Linked DNA regions of Mus musculus: region 1 is linked to region 2. A link is a contact called in public Hi-C data. All regions are on one chromosome and are shown on one strand. The core of a region is the stretch at or near the end of the contact, and the rest is flanking DNA. Distances in the headings are between cores, read along the strand shown.

Region 1 (2,811 bases), core at 27-2,526, 60 kb after region 2:
TGGGGTTGGGGGTAACTAAAAGCTAGAGGCAACATCTATGCCTCTATATGTCCTGATCCCTATTTGGTAAAGGCTTTTTAGGTGGGATCCATTGGCATGTGTGCAGTGGTGGTAGAATCTACATTCCTGTACGTAGCACTTCATTTGTGCCTTGTAAGGGAGTCCAAAAAGCCACTTGGTTCTTCAGAGTGAACTTCAGTGGAATTGTGCCCTGGCTTGTTATTGAAACCTTAGGAGAAGGGGTAGATATTAATTACATCTCCCCCTGGGAGGGAAGTTGTAGGCTTAGAATTTTTTAAAACCCATGTTATTTAGGGTTCTAGAATGCTTCAACCTCCCTTCTAGCCCACCATACCAATGCAAGAGCATCATCATTGAAGACCAGCAAAGCATTGCAAGGGGAACCAATGCAAGAGCATAGCTCACTGTCTGTTGGATTCTACTTATACTCTTTCCAAACATCACACATCCTCTCAAGGGGCTGCCACAGCAAAATATCCTCTCATAAGACAGCTTCCAAAAAATATCACATGACACAACTGGGTCTCCAAAAAAAAATCCTCAGGAATTTCTACTTCAGGAAGTTTAGCAAAATAGGACAAGATGACCTGCTAAAGTGACCTTGGGCATTAAACATGGATAGGATAGATACAGAAGGAAAAAGAAATGGGCTGAGGGTTGGGGAATCATGGGAGATATAGGCTATGAAAACAAACAGGCCTGTTTGTTGGCTTTAAAATGGGCGAGATTCTCTTGTGTTCCTTCTCTGTCCCTTGAAGAGGTCTTCTGAATGTAGCAATTCTGTTCTTTCCCCCAACTCTTTCTCTGGACACATGGATTACAGATTTTTTTCCAGTCCAGTGACTGTGCTTCTCAGGAAGAGTCTAGACAAATCTAGATCTGGTCACTCCTCTTCAAATTGTTGTAGGGCTCCGGCTGTGCATACTGCCTTTGCCCCTGTGCAGCTCTTGCCGATGTCCTCTGTGCTACTTGGAGTCTGTGTGAAAATTCAGTGTGTACTTCAGGTCCATCAGATTTTTGGCGTGCAGAATGCTATTTAGGTATAATTTAGTTTCTCTTCTACAGTCTCACAGGGTTTTGTTTATCAGATATCCACATTCCACTTTGTCTGAGTTTCCCAAAAATGAGGTACACAGATGGTCTTGGGCTTCTGAGCTTCAGTGAGAGGTCTTTTTGAAATGATGTCTTGTGCCTGCTCTGTCAGTTGCCAGTGCTGTGCACCGAGTGCCAAGGAGAGTGTGGGGTAGGAGCAGGATATTTGTGGTTTCTCTTTCTGCTATTGCTGCTGCTGCTCTGGGAATGGCCTTTCCCCCCAGCTGTTCTGAGTGTCTGTTCCTTTTCTGAGAGCTATTTTTTTTCAGCTTTCTCAAAATGATTCCCTACAGACTCTAACTGACTGTCTTAGTCAGGATTTCTATTTCTGCACAAACATCATGACTAAGAAGCAAGTTGGGGAGGAAAGGGTTTATTCAGCTTACACTTCCATACTGCTGTTGATCACCAAAGGAAGTCAGGACTGGAACTCAAGCAGGTCAGGAAGCAGGAGCTGATGCAGAGGCCATAGAGGGATGTTACTTACTGGCTTGTTTCCCCTGGCTTGCTCAGCCTGCTCTCTTATAGAACCCAAGACTACCAGCCCAGAGATGGTCCCACCCACAAGGGGCCTTTCCCCCTTGATCACTAATTGAGAAAATGCCTTATAGTTGGACCTCATGGAGGCATTTCCTCAACTGAAGCTCCTTTCTCTGTGATAACTCCAGCTGTGTCAAGTTGACACAAAACTAGCCAGTACACTGACCTTGTCTTGGTGTCAGCACCATGTCTTCTTACAGTCCCAGGCTGCATATTTCTTTGGAAGAAGTTATCATGTTAAGGATGGGAGGATTCAGATCTCGGTAAGACAGGGTGAAGGCTCTGTATGTGTCCATTCATGAAAAGTCTGTTTCAGGCTTTCCTTAAAGCACAATTTAAACACCTTGTTATTTAAAGAGTTTATGTCTAGGTATGTCCAGGCCTTAGATGGTTTCAAATTTTGTCAGGACAGCAGTAAATGGAAAGTGAGTTGCAGAGCTGAGGGCCTGCCCAGGCTACTGGAGTGAGGAGGATGAAAATGGTGGAACATGTCAGACACATTTGACACAGAAAACACACACACACATACACACACACACACACACACACACACACACACACACGAACAAATATACACCTCCCAAGGGTTGAATTCAAAAGTAAAAGCAGGGATAAGAGTAAATACTGTTACATAGGGAATTGGATTAACATAACTAAAATTTTTAAAAGATTTATTTATTTTATGTATAGGAGTACACTGTCACTGTCTTCAGACACACCATAAGAGGGCATCAGATCCCATTACAGGTGGTTGTCAGCAACCATGTGGTTGTTGGAAATTGAACTCAGGACCTCTGCAAGACCAATCAGTGCTTGTAAAACCCCTGAGCCATCTCTCCAGCCCTAAAATAACTAATTTTAAAGATAATCTTTTATATATCTGAGCCTTATGAATCTCTACCTAATTTTTACTTAATAGCATTTTAAAAAATAGAGCAAATAAACACGGATGCAGGGGATGTGGGTAGTACACACCCGGAGTGAACACTCTGGTGCGTGATCACTCAGGCATGATAAAACAAATGTTGTCATTAAATAATTTTTTATTTAGTATACCTTGGTTTTATAGGAGAAATTAATTTGCATCCATTGTGAAATAAAATAGGTTTCTACTTTTTGTGACACAGTCATTGCCTCCCCCCGCCCCCATTTGCCTAA
Region 2 (2,700 bases), core at 83-2,582:
CTTTAGAGAGTATGTGAATGCAGTTAACATCTGGGCTTAAGAACCAGTCTGAAAACTTGGGAAAAGAGAACCATCTGAAAGATCTCTAGCATTAGAAAAGAGAGGTGACATGGGGGGGGGTGCACAGTTCTATGGTAGAGCACCCCTGAGGAGTCCCTGACTTGACGTTTTTATCCTCAACCCTGGACCCTTTTCCTACCTCTTCTATCTTACTAGTTGGTAAACGTTTATTTATCGAAAGTACCTTAAACAAGATGCAATGATAACTGAAAGAATGATCAGTAGCTAGTAACTGAAATAGTCTAATGTCTGGGAACTGTGTATCTGCTCTTTGGTAAAACGAGAGAACTTTAAGACCACTTCCAACCCCAACAATACACTTCCTACCTGTTGGGCTTCAGGTAATTCAAACTCATTTTCCTCAATCTTAAACTGGAAATAAGGACTTTGTTGTATGGAAGCTAACTAGTCAGTATTAACCAAGTAACTCCGATATGGTAAGTATGCTGGTGTGGGCCATATTAGCTTTATTATCATCTTTACCATCTTCGCTTTAGCATTGACCACCATCAGATGTCCTGGGATACACAGAAAACAGATGCCCTACAGCAAGTAACAAGGACATTACTTCAACACCCCTGAATCTCACTCTACACAACTTGACAAGGCAGTGGTTAGCCTTATCTGTTGCCATACCTCTATGAGATGACTGTCATAAATTAGTCATGCCTAGCATAGGCCATGGGGTCCCAACATTCAAGACAGCACAGCCTAATTACCTCACCCAAGGAGTTCATGCCTTTGGAATTAGAAAAGTCGGTCTCACTTTGGGACTCCACATACTGACATATTCCTCGCCCCTTTCCTTCCCTGCACCAGGATCTACAAAGTACGAAATTCCTTCCAAGAGCTCACTTGGGCTCCAGGAAAGAAACTACAGTCACCCAGGGGACAGGTGGAGCAGAGTGGTCCGGTTGCTTAGCACCACCAGCTCACACCCCCAGAAGGATCAGAGAGCCATGCTGCTGGGGCTGAAGCTGTCCCATCCCGCAGCCGCTCACACCTTCCGGGACTCGTGGAGCGCAGTTCCCGGTGGCACAGCGGCCCTGCGCGGGGAGGCGGCCCACGTGCCCCCGGGCTACAGGCCGCTCGTCCCCGCCCCGCACTCACCTGTCCGGTGATGCCAGTGATGAGAGCCACCTTCCTGAGCTTGCCCATCTCGCCATCCCCGGAGCCCGGGTAGCTCGGGCACTTAGCGGGAGCTTGAGCCATGTCGCCTCAGGCGGGTGAGCGTGCGGCCGAGAGGAAGGCGGAGTGGAACGAGCCGCGGGCCGGCAGGGACCAGGGTGCGCGCGCCAGTCGTTTCACGGAGCTGCAGCGGCCGCCACGGTCTGACAGGGCGCGCGGGAGGCCGGGCGTGGAGCGAGGGGCGGGCCAGCTTAGTCGGGGCGGGCGGCGCGAGCCGGGCTGAGGCCTGGCTGGCGCCGCGTCACTCGCCCAAGCAGCGACGCGTCAGCAGCGCCCCCGACAGCTCCGCCCCTGCCGGGGTCTCCGCGCTGAGCCACGCCTCTCTGGGGGCGGGGCCTGAGGGCGCCGGGCCCCTGGAAGAGGAAGGATGTAAGTCTGCGGTCAGAGTAGAGGATATGGCCTGCATGGGCCTCGGTCTCCGGGAATCCTCATATCGCCCCATGATGCCAGGAGGAATGACGAGCTGACCTTCTCGGTAGGAAAGAGCTCTGAAATCCAAATCTAGGTATCCAAGGCTGGAGTCATCGACCTTATTAAATTTCTAGAAATCTGCTTCATTGTCTTTGTGAGCAGGTCAGTTTTAACATTTCTCGAAGGCACTAGAGTTTCAAGGCTACTCTAACCTGTGAATCTTCTGTGAACATTAGCAGTTTGCTAATGTTTGGACTAGTTTGGGGGTTCCCGGTAATTCCGTTCAAGGAACAGTATTTACTTCGAGGGCTGGAAGTTTCTGGCCCCGCCCCCATCCTGCATAAGGAAACAATTGACAAAAATCCACAGGTCAGTAAAACCTGTACAAATTTCATGAGGTGGGGTTGTTGCAGTGTCTTTTGAACTTGTTTCTATTTAGTGCATGCACACTGACAGATTCACTGACTGAGAAAGGCTGACAAAGGACTCAGACATAGGGACAAGGGTGTAGGGAAGAAACACACACACATACACACGTACACACATACTGTCCAGCTTATCTCTCCAATAAACATCCTCAAACCGTCTTTCCCTTTGCAAACTGAGCTACTAGGACAGGGCCCAATAGAACCTGCTAGATATGATACAAACCTGTAGTTCCAAAACCAGAGTGCCCAAACTCCTCGGAAACATTCCAAACTTTATACATAGGCTTGTCTGGTTTAATATTTTTACCTTTCCTCTAGCGCATTCTATATGGAAAATGAGACCTAGAAGTTGGGGAAATATATTCCTTAAGGCAAGAAATGTCTAAAATCTAGATGATCTTTAACTATTGATTTAGTTTTATGTAAATATGTTGTAATGTAAGGATAAATAGAAAAAAATGAATACTTAGGAGAGATATGTCCCATTTGTTCTGTAGGTCTGACACCTTCTATCATACTAATGAATACTAGGAATTTATCTGTCTAGTAAAAAATTTAACAGAAAAAAATCATAAAAATCAAATATGTATTGGATGTGCTGAGCTATGGCTTG

What was found. A called contact is a pair of places that touch in the nucleus more often than the background predicts.
Region 1: a contact with region 2 is called in a Hi-C map of bone marrow-derived macrophages, with 2.0 times the contacts expected there. The contact joins the enhancer-like site here to the promoter of Gmds in region 2. A contact is called at or near these places in 7 of 39 promoter capture datasets (the 3T3-L1 cell line, 3T3-L1-derived adipocytes, the HPC-7 cell line and 4 more), 7 of 484 Hi-C or Micro-C datasets (the C2C12 cell line, bone marrow-derived macrophages, embryonic fibroblasts and 3 more), 4 of 115 datasets of contacts at active chromatin or transcription factors (the HPC-7 cell line, extraembryonic endoderm stem cells, intestinal crypt epithelium and 1 more) and 3 of 9 other capture datasets (liver, macrophages and pancreatic islet).

Annotation. Positions count from the first base shown.
Region 1 is chr13:32,397,570-32,400,380 of GRCm38.p6, forward strand. No RefSeq gene overlaps it. Among named protein-coding and RNA genes, the nearest start is that of Gmds, 60 kb to the left of the region's middle. Within about 2 kb of position 1,277, at least 19 of the 459 cell types and tissues checked have an H3K27ac peak or open chromatin away from gene starts, as enhancers often do. A contact at or near this core is called in 3T3-L1-derived adipocytes, the C2C12 cell line and bone marrow-derived macrophages, where this site is marked.
Region 2 is chr13:32,337,212-32,339,911 of GRCm38.p6, forward strand. It overlaps Gmds (GDP-mannose 4, 6-dehydratase), which reads right to left and starts at 1,333. Exons shown (of 11, transcript NM_146041.2): 1 at 1,171-1,333. The coding sequence starts at 1,272.